Linked DNA regions of Mus musculus: region 2 is linked to region 1. The links are chromatin contacts, called in public promoter capture Hi-C maps. All regions are on one chromosome and are shown on one strand. The core of a region is the stretch at or near the end of the contact, and the rest is flanking DNA. Distances in the headings are between cores, read along the strand shown.

Region 1 (6,323 bases), core at 866-3,365:
TCAAGCCAGATTTCTAAGAAATAATTTGGGACAAAGAAACCAAAGAACGGCTTTGTGGGGGTGGACATACGAATCTGGAAGGAATTTCAAGATTAGTTAAAAGTTACATTCACTGACCAGTGTGGTGGCGCACGCCTTTAAACCCAGCACTCGGGAGGCAGAGGCAGGCGGATTTCTGAGTTCGAGGCCAGCCTCACTACAGAGTGAGTTCCAGGACTACACAGGGAAACCCTGTCTCCAAAACCAAAAAAAGTTACATTCAAACCAACCCTGAGAAGATAGACGGGGAAATCAGGTAACAGTCTAGGGCTAGGGCTGCTTGGGGAGACAAGTGCTCACCGTGAGTGACTGTCATTTCCTGGGCTCTCAGGCCAGAGAACTGAGTTCTATGGCAACGAACAACATGCTGCACTGTAGACAGTGTCTTCTCCCGTGTCTCCCGGTTACGCCAACCAACGTAGGGAAGTCAAAGGGTTGTATGTACAGGCAAGAAATAGCTTGAGACGTTTCAGACTAAAGTTTTGAAACTGAAGGGACCCAAGGAAACACCCTGGGCACAGTTCTCAGCCACAGGAAAGCAAAACAGAATCCGGCCACTGAGAGATTTCAGTCACAAGACCGTGAATCTCAAGAGGTGTAAAAGTGTACGGGAATGGAAGTACAGTGAAGAAAGACTGGCTGTAAAGTAGGCTTGGTTCTGTTTACATTTTATTGGCTCAGGGTTAGCCTCATCCCTCCCTCCTGACCCCCTCCCACGGGGTCAGGCTTTCCCAGGAGCCTTTGCAGCTTGGGCCCGCTGAAACTCCTGCTGCAGTTGAGCAAGGGTTTCCCTCTGTTGCTCTGACTGCCGCTCGAGGTCCCGAAGCTGTGATTCGTAGCGCTTGCTGAGGAGGGCAAAGGGAGGCAAACGGAGAGGAGATATCAGCCAGGGCTCAATGATATGGTGGAAGACTGGAGGTTTGTGGGACAGAAAGCGGGGATGGCACTAAGGGGAAGAGAGGGCTGCTGTCCTCCAAGGCTGGCACCTGAATTCAAGCTACAGAACCCCACAGTAGGGAGGCAAACATTCCCGCAGGTTGTCCTTTGACAAGTGCCCTCACCAGATGTCACACAGCAAGAAAGGCCAGGAGTGGTGCCACATGCCTTTAATCCCATCCTTTAGGAGGCGGCAGCAGGCGCATCTGTGTCAGGTCAGCCCCGTCTACAGAGCGAGTTCCAGGGCAGCCAGGACTTTACAGAAATGGGTAAGTGGAGAACTATCCAGCACGGGTTTAACACTTGTGCACTGAAAACGCCATCCGCAGGACTTACATTTCTGCTGTGATGTAGTCTAGCCTCTTCCCTACTGTGGCCCGAGCCTCCCCCAGCTCCTGTTTGACAAGCACGGGTCCCAGAAGCTTAAAGACCACGTTGGATCCATCCAGCAGGGCCAGCTCCTGAGAAGGGGATGAGGCAGTGAATGAGATGATCGTGCCCAGGAGAGTCCCTCCTCGCCCCCCACCCCCGCGTCCCATCCTCACCTCCTTCACGATATTGTTTTCCGTTAGCTGTGCTTCGAGCTTCTGCCTCCCTGACATAGATTTACTCAAGTCTGGGGTGGAGAGAGGAAATGCACGATTAAAAACATCAAATGGGCCCAGAACCGCGCAATTCTGGGGAGACTGGGTGTGAGGAAGAAAGCGACGATACCGAGGCGAGGGGTAACAAGATGCACCCCCGCAGCCCCCAATGGGGCGCGACGCTTCATCATAGATGAGAGCGGACAGGAGCGAGACCACACCAACTCCCTCTCTTACCCTTCTGCAGCTGTTGATATTTCTCTACCTCTCCCTGCAGCTTCTTTTGGATCAGTTCAGCCATGGTGAAGGAGAAAGCCTCCTGGGCGGGGGTCGCTGGGTCTCAAGCTCTGGGAGGCACCTGAATCCCCCCTCCCTGACCCTGCAGAAGGACAGCACTTTCTACCCGCAACTCTCCGAGGCGCCGCAGCCTCTTTTCGTCCAGAATAGCCACTCCCTAGGCAAAGGAGAGCGAAAGAAGAGATCCCCGAACCCTCCAAGCCAAACGCTAACCTCTTCACGCTCTACCCGCTGTAATCAATAAACCCGGAAGTAAACAAGGCATGACGGGAGAGAAAAAGACGGCGCCGGAAGTTACATTCCGATACATGCTGGAACATGTAGTTCTGACTTGTGTGAGGCTCGTTCGACCTAAAAGACTCGGCTCGAGAGGTTTTGGGCAAGACAGAAAAGTTAATATGGAAAAATCTAAGCTCATAGTTAACAAGATTCGGGGCTCATACATGCTTTTTAAATCTTTATTTGGTTATAAGCTGCTCCTCGGGCGATCCTCCCGGGCTCACAGAGGCATGCCCTCACTTAACATGGCGCCGGAGGCTTCAGACGCCGGTACGGCGCTGATTGGATGAAGGGGGGGACTTCCGGAAGTTTTCCTAGACCGCCGAGCTACTACTCAAGGGAGTTTCGCACGTGGATCGTTGTTCGGTCTTGGAGATGGAGACAGCCCCCAAGCCGGGTAGGGGTGTCCCACCCAAGAGAGACAAGCCTCAGGCCAAGAGGAAGGTAGCTTTGGTGGGAGGTGTCCGCGTCCCGGGCCCAGGCTCGGGCAGCGTGTGCGAAGGCTTTTCCTCTGCCCCTTAGAAACCGCGGCGCTACTGGGAGGAGGAGACCACCCCGGCCGCCGTCGCCACCTCCCCGGGGCCGCCTCGGAAGAAGGCGAGGACTGGGGAGTCGCGACCCCCGAGGTCCAAGAGCGCGCACATCGCCCAGAAGTCCCGGTTCTCCAAGAAGCCCCCGATCTCAAAGACCGCTCCAGACTGGAAGAAGCCTCAGAGGACGCTGTCGGGGGTGAGCCTGGGGTTGACAGGGTGGCGGTGCAGGTCGTCCCCGGAGATCGAGAGGAACCGGATCCATCAGAATCTGCCTCCTGCCTCCTTGTCCTCGCCAGGCTCAGGACCCGTTCCCAGGACCCGTCCCCGCCCCCCTGGAGGAGGCCCGGAAGTTTTGTCGAATTGACAAGTCCAAAACGGTGAGGACCGGCGGGCTGTCAGAGGGATTGGAGGCCGAGGGTTTGGATGAGGTGGTGGCGGCTTCCCCAGTGGTTTTCCTGGGACCCCCACATATGCTCTTCGGTTCTTGCAACCCTGTCAACAATGCCGTAGCTCCCACATTCGAAGCCTAAAACTCAAAGCAAACTCGAGAAGGCTGAAGCGCAAGAGGAAGAGGCAAGCGTCAGAGCCGCCCGCGCTGAGCTGCTGCTTGCAGAGGAACCTGGGTGAGTGGACCCCGACCTGGGCTTTCCCCGCTGTCCTGTCTCTCTGCGTTTTTATGTTTGTATGCCCGCTGCATGGTGGGGACCGTCACCGTCGTCATCCTAACTGCCTTTTAGGTTTCTGGTAGGAGAAGATGGGGAAGACACGGCAAAAATCCTGCAGACAGACATCGTGGAGGCTGTGGACATCGCCAGTGCTGCCAAGGTGAGCCCAGGCTGGGAGAGGAGCCTGGAGACTCGGGATGGGGCTGGGGGTGGGATGGGGTTTGTGAGTTCGTTGTCTCACGGACACTTCACCCTTTCTAGCACTTTGACCTGAATCTAAGACAGTTCGGACCCTACAGACTGAATTACTCTCGAACAGGGAGGTAAGGTTGAGTTCCGGAGGCTCTGTTCTCTCTAAAAAAGGACTCAATTATTTCTGTGTGTGTGTGTGTGTGTGTGTGTGCCAGAAGAGAACCTGGGGCTTGTGTTCTATTAACCTGGAAGCCAGCAAGCCCCCTGCCGTCGTCACCCTGCCTTCCTTTCCTTTTGGGCTTGGGTGATTGGTGCGTGCTAGGGTTATAGCCTCTCATCGCAGCAAGAGCCCGAGGAAGCTGGGCGCTTTTTGGTGGTTCTGGGTGTGAAGCCCATGACGTTGTGGGTGAGTGAACTTGACTATTGAGCTACGCACCGCCTCTCAGCTTCCAGGGGCTTTATTATGTATGTGTGTGCTGTGTACGCAAGTTCGTGTGTCGGTATACCTGCATGTGGGTGTGTACACACATGAACCCCAGAGGTCAACATGGCATCTTCACGTATTGCTTTCCGTTTTTTTCTTTCTTATTGTTGGTGTGTATGAGTATGCTTGTGCATGCCCATGACATGGTGTGTGGGGCCAGCTCAAATAGAGCCATTTTCTCCATCTGCCTTCTTGTGGTTCAGGGCACCGGGTTTGTACAGAAAATACTTTCAGCCACAGGGTCTTCTTCCTGAACTTCTTTATTTTCCAATGCTTCTAAGTTTTTATTTATTATTTTATGTGTACGAGTGTTCTGCTTGTACATATGTCTGAGCATCACGTGTGTGCCTGGTATCATGCAAGTCAGAAGAGGGCATCAGGGGGCTGGCGAGATGGCTCAGCAGTTAAGAGCACTGACTGCTCTTCTGAAGGTCCTGAGTTCAAATCCCAGCAACCCCATGGTGGCTCACAACTACCTGTAATGAGATCTGACGCCCTTTTCTCGTGCATCTGAAGTCAGCTACAGTGTGCTTATGTATAATAATAAATAAATCTTTAAAAAAAAAAAGAGGGCATCAAATCTACAAGTCAGAAGACGGCATCACACAGGCAATCCACAGGAATTGTCTTACGGACGATTTGGTTGTGAGTGACGTGCTGTTGGGAACCAACCCAGCATTCTCATGAGACCAGCAAGTGTTCTTCGCCATTGACCCCTCTCTTCGGTTCCTCCACCTTATTTTTGAGCAGGTTCCTCACTGAACCAGTGTCCAGCAATATCTGCCTGTCTTGGCCTTCCTGGCACTGGGATTACATGTGTGCCAGGGATTCGGGCTCAGGCTGTTATACTTTTGTGGCAAACACTTTACTGACTGAGCCATGTCCCTAGCCCCTTCTGTGACTCTTGAGCTAAGATTTGGCTGTGTCTCCTCAGGTACATGACCTGTGCCACCTTCAGTTACTCGCAGTGTGGGTCTGGTTGCTACTGTTTGCAGCAACACACTTCCTCCCGTCTGTCGAGGGGCTGGGATGGGGCTGGCTGAATTATTCCAGTCTGGGTCAGGGTGCTCCCTGAATTAACACTTCTGCCTTTGCTTCACCTCCTCCAGACACCTGGCTTTAGGAGGGCGTCGGGGTCACGTGGCTGCCCTCGACTGGGTGACCAAGAAGCTCATGTGTGAGATCAACGTCATGGAAGCAGTACGGGACATCCAGTCAGTGTTTCCTCTGTTGGCGGTCGATGGGAGTGGGCCAGGCCGTTCCCTATTGGATGGTGCCCTGTGGTCCTGTCTCCCATGAACCCCTCCTCCTTTCTACCCAGCTTCCTCCATTCTGAGGCTCTGCTCGCAGTCGCTCAGAACCGCTGGCTTTATATCTACGACAACCAAGGCATCGAGCTTCACTGCATCCGCCGCTGTGACCGAGTGACCCGGCTTGAGTTCCTCCCCTTCCACTTCCTCCTGGCCACCACTGTGAGTGGTTATGGGGCAGAGGATCCGGTGGGTGTCTTGGGAGGACCTCTCTCCTTTAGGACCCGTAGCTGGACATCTTGTTTCTCTCTCAGTCAGAGACAGGGTTTCTGACCTACCTGGATGTGTCAGTGGGGAAGATCGTGACAGCTCTGAACGTGCGGGCGGGACGGCTCAGTGTCATGGCTCAGAACCCCTACAATGCTGTTATCCACCTGGGACACAGTAATGGTCAGTTCCGGGATTTTCCTTTCTTTTTTTTTAAAGATTTATTTATTTATTTATTTATTATATGTAAGTACACTGTAGTTGTGTTCAGACACACCAGAAGAAGGCGTCAGATCTCATTACGGATGGTTGTGAGCCACCATGTGGTTGCTGGGATTTGAACTCAGGACCTTTGGAAGAACAGTCAGTGCTCTTACCCTCTAAGCCATCTCGCCAGCCCCCTTCCTTTCTTTTTTTAAGACAGGGTCTGGTACCCATCTCAGACCTGTGGCTCCAGCAACTTCCTGCCTCAGCTTTCTGCACATCAGGAGCTGCAGGTCCCCTGCTGACCCTCCACTAACTCACTAATCCACTTCCTGAGGCTAGGAACTGAACCCAGGGCCTTGTCCATAGGAGACCGTGCTCCACTGAGCTGCACCCCGTCAGCCAGGGCTATGGAGGTCTTCCCTTGTGTCCTGTCTTTCCGCCATTGAAGAACCTGAGGCTAAGGCCTCAAGAGCCCCAGGCTGGGTTTGCAGTGGTAGCCCTGAGTGTCCCCTGCCTTTCAGGCACAGTGTCTTTATGGAGTCCAGCAGTGAAGGAGCCACTGGCGAAGATTCTGTGTCACCGTGGTGGGG
Region 2 (6,818 bases), core at 275-2,774, 350 kb after region 1:
GTCAGGGATGACCTGGGCTGCATTGGGACCGGTATGTCCCATGCACTTAGCTTTTGGGCTCTTCCTAGATGAAAATATTGAAGGTCATATTCTATATATAAGAAAATGTAACACAGGCTAAATTAAAGTCAAAGCATTTTCTTAGATCTTGAAACTTTCACTTTTTTCTAAATTAAAAAGAAGTAGGGATATTTTCATGTAGCCCTTCAGTTATATGTTCCTCAGAACTGTGCCCACTGTGCCCGCTCACACCAGATTAAGGTGCCCTAGTGTGACACTGAAGAAATTGGGGACAAAGAAGCCACCACCCCCACCCACCCTCCATGAGGGATAGGTGAGACTTCCATCTCCTGCCAAAGCTGGAAAGAGAGCAGCCACTCTTTGCAAGGACGCTCAACCCCTTTCACTTCCTGTTTCAGACATTTGACTTTTCAACTGCTATTTTACACAAGCTCCTATTCACGCCTGTAAAACAGCGTGGAGTTAAGGAGAGATATGACAGAGGACATGGAATGTCGGCAGAGTGTGGAGGGAGGTGGGCAGCTCAGGAGGAAGGCCACAGGCTCCTGTAGCTTGTGCTTGCCTGGGTTGTTACAGAACTTCATGGGGTATAAATGGCCTATAGAACAGGCAGCTCACATTCCTTACTTTGTTACAAAAATGTTCAATGGTATCTATAATGGAAAGAAAGAGGAAGATGGCATTTAAAGCATTTACTAATGAATGGATACATTCTTGAGACATGATCTCACTAGGGGATCAGGCTATCCTTGAACTCACAATCCTCCTGCTTGGGCACCTTAGCACCGTAGTTACTGCCAAGCACTGCCAGGCCCACCCAGCGTTGCCTTCACTATTTTTAAAGCACATCTACATATTTATTTGACTTGTCACTTGTGAGTTGACACGTGAGGAAATCCAAAACCACTAAGATCGTCGGGTAAAATAGTGACCTCCTTCTCTCACTTCCCACCAGGGCCAGCTCCTAGCTTGAAAAAGGTGTGTGGAAACCACCACACAAGGGAAGCATTTGCTGTATATTTGTGAACATGATTCACGGAAAGGTTTTCCTCAGAGTACACTACAGGTACAAAGGCTTCAGAAACTCACAGAAATTTTAGAGTCATAGTAATTATGGAAATTAGATTTTCAGTAATGAAAATCATTTATTCGTGGGAAACACTCCCAATTCCCAATTTCTTCCTTCCCTCACTGGGCCCACTAGTAGAATCATGGTTTGGTGGATTGTGAGCTGACCAACCAGAGCCTCCTGAAGAATGGATCACACAGTTGTTAGACCTCTTCATATTGAGAATTTGTATCTCCCTCTTCTGTGGGTTTCCCATTGCCCGGCTCCAGGCATCCCTCAGCTGCACAACTCACCCTCAATGTCGTCTTCACCTCCACAGAGGCTGAGCATGGTGGTCAGGGCGAGGACCCCCAGAATCAGAGCTCTGCTGCGCGGCATCCTGGTCTCTGGGAGGTCTCTGAAGCTGCTCTCCTGAGTCTTCAAGAGATTGTGAGGATCCAGCCAAGGAGATCACACACCCAAACCAAACTCGCCAGAACCAATCAGAAAATTCTCTTGTGATGACGTCAAAGTTGCCAGCTGCAGACTTTGTATTAGGAGGCCTGGAAGAGGCTAGGGGAACTCCCTGAACCTGCTGCAGGCTCTACTCAGAGTAGACCCGAGAGAGTGCCTGGGAAGAAGTGGGTTCTAAGTCAGACTCTTTCTCTTGTGCTTATGTGCACAGATGGCAAGAGAGGAGGGGATTTCTGAACATGGACAGGCGAACTCACCCACAATAATATTGTTCTTCATAACTGTCTGGGCTGCACTGTTCAGAAAGCCTCCCCCCCCCGAATTTATTTCTTTCCTGGTGCCCCTCCAACTTCGACACCCAGTTACTTTCTCTTGCTTGCATGCATCATGAGTTAGCTGGTTTTTCTTTATTTCTTCCCATAGTGTGTGCAGAGTACTCCAAATTGTGAGATGATCCACCTACCCAAGGTGTCCCCACAGACTGTGGTCAGTCAATGGCTTTGCTCTTTCTGCTTGTGTAAACCCGGTTGGTGAGGTTCTTTGCTCTGGGCAGTAGCCCTGGTGTTACCAGATGGAACACAGAGCTGTGAGGACCTATCTGGCACCTAGAGGAGTGCACAGTGCTTTATCCAGATTTCACCTCTCCTTTTGAGCAATCTTTGTATTCTAAAGGAAATTTAGGGACACTGAACACACACAAGAAAGTTATGGGTAGCTCAGTTATTCTTAAAATATTTTTTAATTTTTATATTTAGTGTCAGGTAGAAAGGATTTTTTTCTAACTTAGAAAAGTATCTTTCTTTCACAAACTACTGGATTTTCCAAATTTGCTGCCCCCTTATGTGACATTTCAGAAAAGTGTGGGAGTCTGAGGCTTAAGTCTCAGCAACCATTGTGGGTTCTCTTGCTTATAGAAGACTGAGTTTTCTGCATTCTGTGGAGAACACAAGCTCCTGGACATTTGAGACCAGCTCTTCTGTCCTCCTGAGATGAGTGTGCAAGCCCTTGCACTTCAAAGGGGACCACAGAGGGGTGGGACAGGACACCCCAGCATCTGCCTGGACACAATGAAGTAGATGCTGGGTGCAGCTTTTGCCTCCTTCTAGGCAAACATATTAAGGTAATCACGGAGTTTCTCTACGTGCACCCATTTGTTAGTGGAATAAGGGAAAATTCCCTTTAGATAGTAGTAGTGACCAGTTTTGAGTGTTTAGGTTATAGTGCCCTGCTATTCAGCCAAATACCCAGGTATCTGTGGAGGTATTTTGTGGATGTGATTAAATCTGTAACCAGATGATGTTAAGTAAGAGAGATGATCCTGGACAATCAGGCTGAGTTGTCCACAGCTGGGAAGCCTTAATAGCAAGAGGAGGCTTGTCTGAGGAAGGGGAGTCACTGTGTCCTCTGCCTGCACTGAGTTTACATCTGCCCCTGGGGCCTTGGCCATGCCAGTTCACCCCACAGCTATATAAGCGAAAGCAACAGTTTTCTTCGTATGTCTCCCCACCAGCTTTACATCCTTGGCTCCAACAGGCCTTTACTGGGAGGCCCAGTGATCTGGCTGGCAAGGTTTCTCTTTCCCTTTCTCTGGTGAACAGGATCATGGGAGAAGAGTAACTTACAGGTACCCGGTGACCCAGAGGCAGCTACACACACACACACACACACATACACACACACACACACACACACACACAGCCCACCCCTATATAGACAGTGACTCACAAAAGCTGCATCCGTGAAGTCCCCTGCACAACTTGCAGGCAGCTCCATAGGAGAGTGCCCTGTGGAGAATATGTGGTCAGTTCTAACAGCAGACCTCTACTCGGTAATAGAAAGGAAAAACTACAGACAGAAATCAAAGCAGAGATGAGGGGCAGAGAGCCGTCTCAGCAGAGAAGAGCACTGGCTGCTCTTGCTGAGGACACAAGATCAGATCTCAGCACCCACATGGCAGCTCACAACCAGCTGTAACTTCAGCTGCAGGGAATCTGATGCCCTCTTCTGACCTCTGAGGGCACAGCACACACATGGTAAAAAAAGCACACATGCACACGCACACACAAACTTAAAAATAAATTAAAAAATAAAAGCAAAGATGAGCATCCACAAAACCAAAGAAATCAGAAACAAGAAGACATACTGAGGCTGGAGGGATGGCTCTGACTGCTGCAAAGGTCAGGGCTCCCACATGGGGCCCACAGTGGTCTGGAACTCCAACTCCTGGGCACCCACTGGCCTCCCTTGGGACTTTTATGTGTGCGGTGCACATAAACTCATGCAGGCATACACATATACAGATAAATAAGAGCAGTAAATAAATATTTTAAAGAGATTATGTGCTATATAATTCCTTTTCTTAGAAATCTTAGAGCAGAGATGTTTGTTCTATAACTTAAAATCAGGGTAGTGGTCATATGGGCTAAGTCCATAGTGTACCGTGTGTAGTTCGTTGAGCATATTTCTCTATCTGAAACATGCTATTTTAAATTATGTGTATTTGTGTGTCTCTGAGTGTGGGTGTTCACATGTGGATCCCCATGGAATCTAGAAGAGACAGTCGATCCTGGATCTGGCATTCCAGGGCAATTCCAGACACCCAACTAGGATGCTGGGAACTAAACTCAGGTCCTCTCCAAGAGCAGCAAATACTCTTAACTCTTGAGCCATCTCTCAGCCCCCACAGCTTTTTAAAAATAAATTGTTATTGGAGCATATTTCTTGTACGAAGTATTGTGTTTTGTAAATACACTTCGATGCAAGTTTGTTGTGCACCTTGACTGTGTTCACCCACAATCCCTGCTGTCCTACGTTATCCTAGTCATCCCCTAGACAGTATCACTTCCCATGCCCCCGACATATGATTTTTATGTAGATATAGAAAACTACATCTTGATAGGGGTGCGAGTTATAAGAATGTATATATTTGTCAATGTTTACTGAAAAGACCTGTGTAAGCGTTATCAATACAATAAAAATGGTACAAAGTTGCATAAACTGTGTAGTTTACAAACTGTGTAATGAGAAAACTGTAACAATGTAAAGTCTTTCCTGCATTGCCTTTCTTTGATCTCTGAATGTCGGAAACACTTGAGGTTCATTCATTGGATTTTGCTGCCCAAAGGGAGAAGGATCTATAAGGGCCGTCAGCCAAGTGGGGGAGGATAGGATTCCTATGTTTGATTTATTTTTGGGTCTGATGACACAGCAAAACCAAAGCAAAAGCATCAACCTCCACAGGCTGGCCTCAATCTTAAAATCCTCCTGCTTTAGCCTTGGAAGTGTGGAATTACAGCCCCCTTAGAGTAGTGGTTCTCGACCTTCCATAGTTCCGAATGCTGTGGCCCTTTAATATTGCTTATGTTGTGCTGTCCCCGAACCATAAAATTATTTTGTTGCTACTTCATAACTGTTGTTTGGCTACTGTTACGAATCATAATGTAAATACCTGAGATGCAGAATATCTGATATGCGATTTCTGTGAACGGGTTGGGTTGAGAACCGCTGACCTAGAGCTACCATGTCTGGCTCTGAAGAGAAGGTTACAGTGGATGGGGCCAGTGTTAGCCCCTGACTGCTTTGTGGAAGGGAGTCAGGACTGTGGAGATTAATATAATTAGTTGTTTTGTTTTTGTTTTTGTGTTTTTTACATTATTTAAGGCCTGATTAGCATTCCTATTTGTTTTCGTATTTACGCCGCTAATTTTGGAATTTCATTTATTTGATTTATGTCATATTCTACCCAGGACCCTGGGCCAGCGCTTCAGCTTTCCATGTTTCACTGAATATGTTAGGTTTTGTTATACAAGCCTCTTTTACTCCAGTTTTGTTGGCTTTGTGATGTGAAATGCCTGTGTCTGTACCCTTCTGTTCTTGTGCGTTCCCACAGCATGTTCTTCCGGAGACAAGTGACGCCGCCCACACTTGCTCCTCATTGGTTGAAGAGAATGCATTCAATGCGTGCGGCTTAGGCTGAGGCTCAGAGCAGTGAGCTCTGGTTAGCTTCTGAGGTCAGCTTCTGTTTCCTTGGTTCAGGGACACCAGCTAGGGAGTGAGGGGTAGAGAGCAGAGGACCCAGCTACACTGCGAGGACACTCTATTGTCCAGAACCTATCTTTAGAATTAACTCTTTATTACAGGGTTATAATTGTTATCGTAGTTGTTATAGATATTATTAAATAAGTGAAAACACTGTCTCCATATAAAAGCAATAAATAAAAATAGATAAAAATAAGCAGAACTCTGGAAAAATTAAGCAAGTGTTAATGGGAAAGCTAATATTTTATAAAACCACTCTGGTCTTAGACTTGTGCGCTTGTGTGTGTGTTTCATATTGATTTCCAGAAAAACAGCCTCAGCTTTAAAAAGGTTTGTGTCGATGTTGAATGAACCTGTTTTAAATGTATGCATTATATTTATCTTTGAGAATATAGAAATCTTTTTCAGCCTCAAATTTTTAATAATATTTTAATAATTCATTTTATTTCTTATTATACACATAAATTCAGATTCTCTATGGGTTTAATAGATATCCCCTATAACTAAGATATTCTTTCTATAGTTCCCTATTCTGACTAAAGTGTTGTTTTGATCCAGTTTCTGCACCATTTTCTTGTCGTGGAAGCATGGCTTGCCAGGAGTGGGGTGGCTGAGTTTGGGGGTTGGGTAGGAAGATATGGATGGAACTCAGTCGTGGGTGTGTCCTTCTGAGGTCTCTGCCTGGAAAAGGTTCTACCTGAGGTGAGGTCAGCAGGAGGGTGTGGGGATGGATGCTACCTTTGAGCTCTGGGTCACAGGCAAGCTTTGGGACCGGCCTGGCACACACCCTCAGATCTGAATCAAAAGTGAGGCTATAAACAAGAGTGACTTAAAGACTTCAAGTGAGCCCTCTGCCATCATGGGAATGCAGAGGGCACCAGTTATGTGTCTGTTCAGTCCTAGTGAGTTTCAGGATCCCCCGGGTTAGCTCTGCTCTGCTTACTAAACTGCCAGTGAGGGGCTGGAAAGATGGTTAGAGCACCGGCTACTCTTGCAGAGGACCCTAGTTCAGTTCCAAGCACCCACAAGGTGACTCACAACCATCTGTAACTCCAGTTCCAGGACATCCGACCCCCTCTTCTGGCATCCTCAGGCACTACACACATATAGTACACAACACACACACACACACACACACACACACACACACACACACACACACACAGGCAAGACACCTATGCTCATAAAAATAAACAAATAGATAATTTTAAATTACCAATATATTCCCCAAATCAAC

Evidence for each region. Capture Hi-C pulls out chosen DNA fragments and counts their contacts.
Region 2: a contact with region 1 is called in a promoter capture Hi-C map of adipose tissue. The contact joins the promoter of H2-Aa here to the promoter of Pfdn6 in region 1.

The regions. Positions count from the first base shown.
Region 1 is chr17:33,938,228-33,944,550 of GRCm38.p6, forward strand. Pfdn6 (prefoldin subunit 6) reads right to left here and starts at 2,116. Exons shown (of 4, transcript NM_010385.2): 1 at 1,797-2,116; 2 at 1,521-1,591; 3 at 1,312-1,436; 4 at 682-884. The coding sequence starts at 1,860. The coding sequence ends at 761. Wdr46 (WD repeat domain 46) reads left to right here and starts at 2,496. Exons shown (of 15, transcript NM_020603.2): 1 at 2,496-2,579; 2 at 2,658-2,864; 3 at 2,965-3,045; 4 at 3,179-3,291; 5 at 3,406-3,493; 6 at 3,595-3,656; 7 at 5,119-5,223; 8 at 5,331-5,481; 9 at 5,574-5,709; 10 at 6,255-6,323. The coding sequence starts at 2,511.
Region 2 is chr17:34,286,299-34,293,116 of GRCm38.p6, forward strand. H2-Aa (histocompatibility 2, class II antigen A, alpha) reads right to left here and starts at 1,525. Exons shown (of 5, transcript NM_010378.3): 1 at 1,384-1,525. The coding sequence starts at 1,468.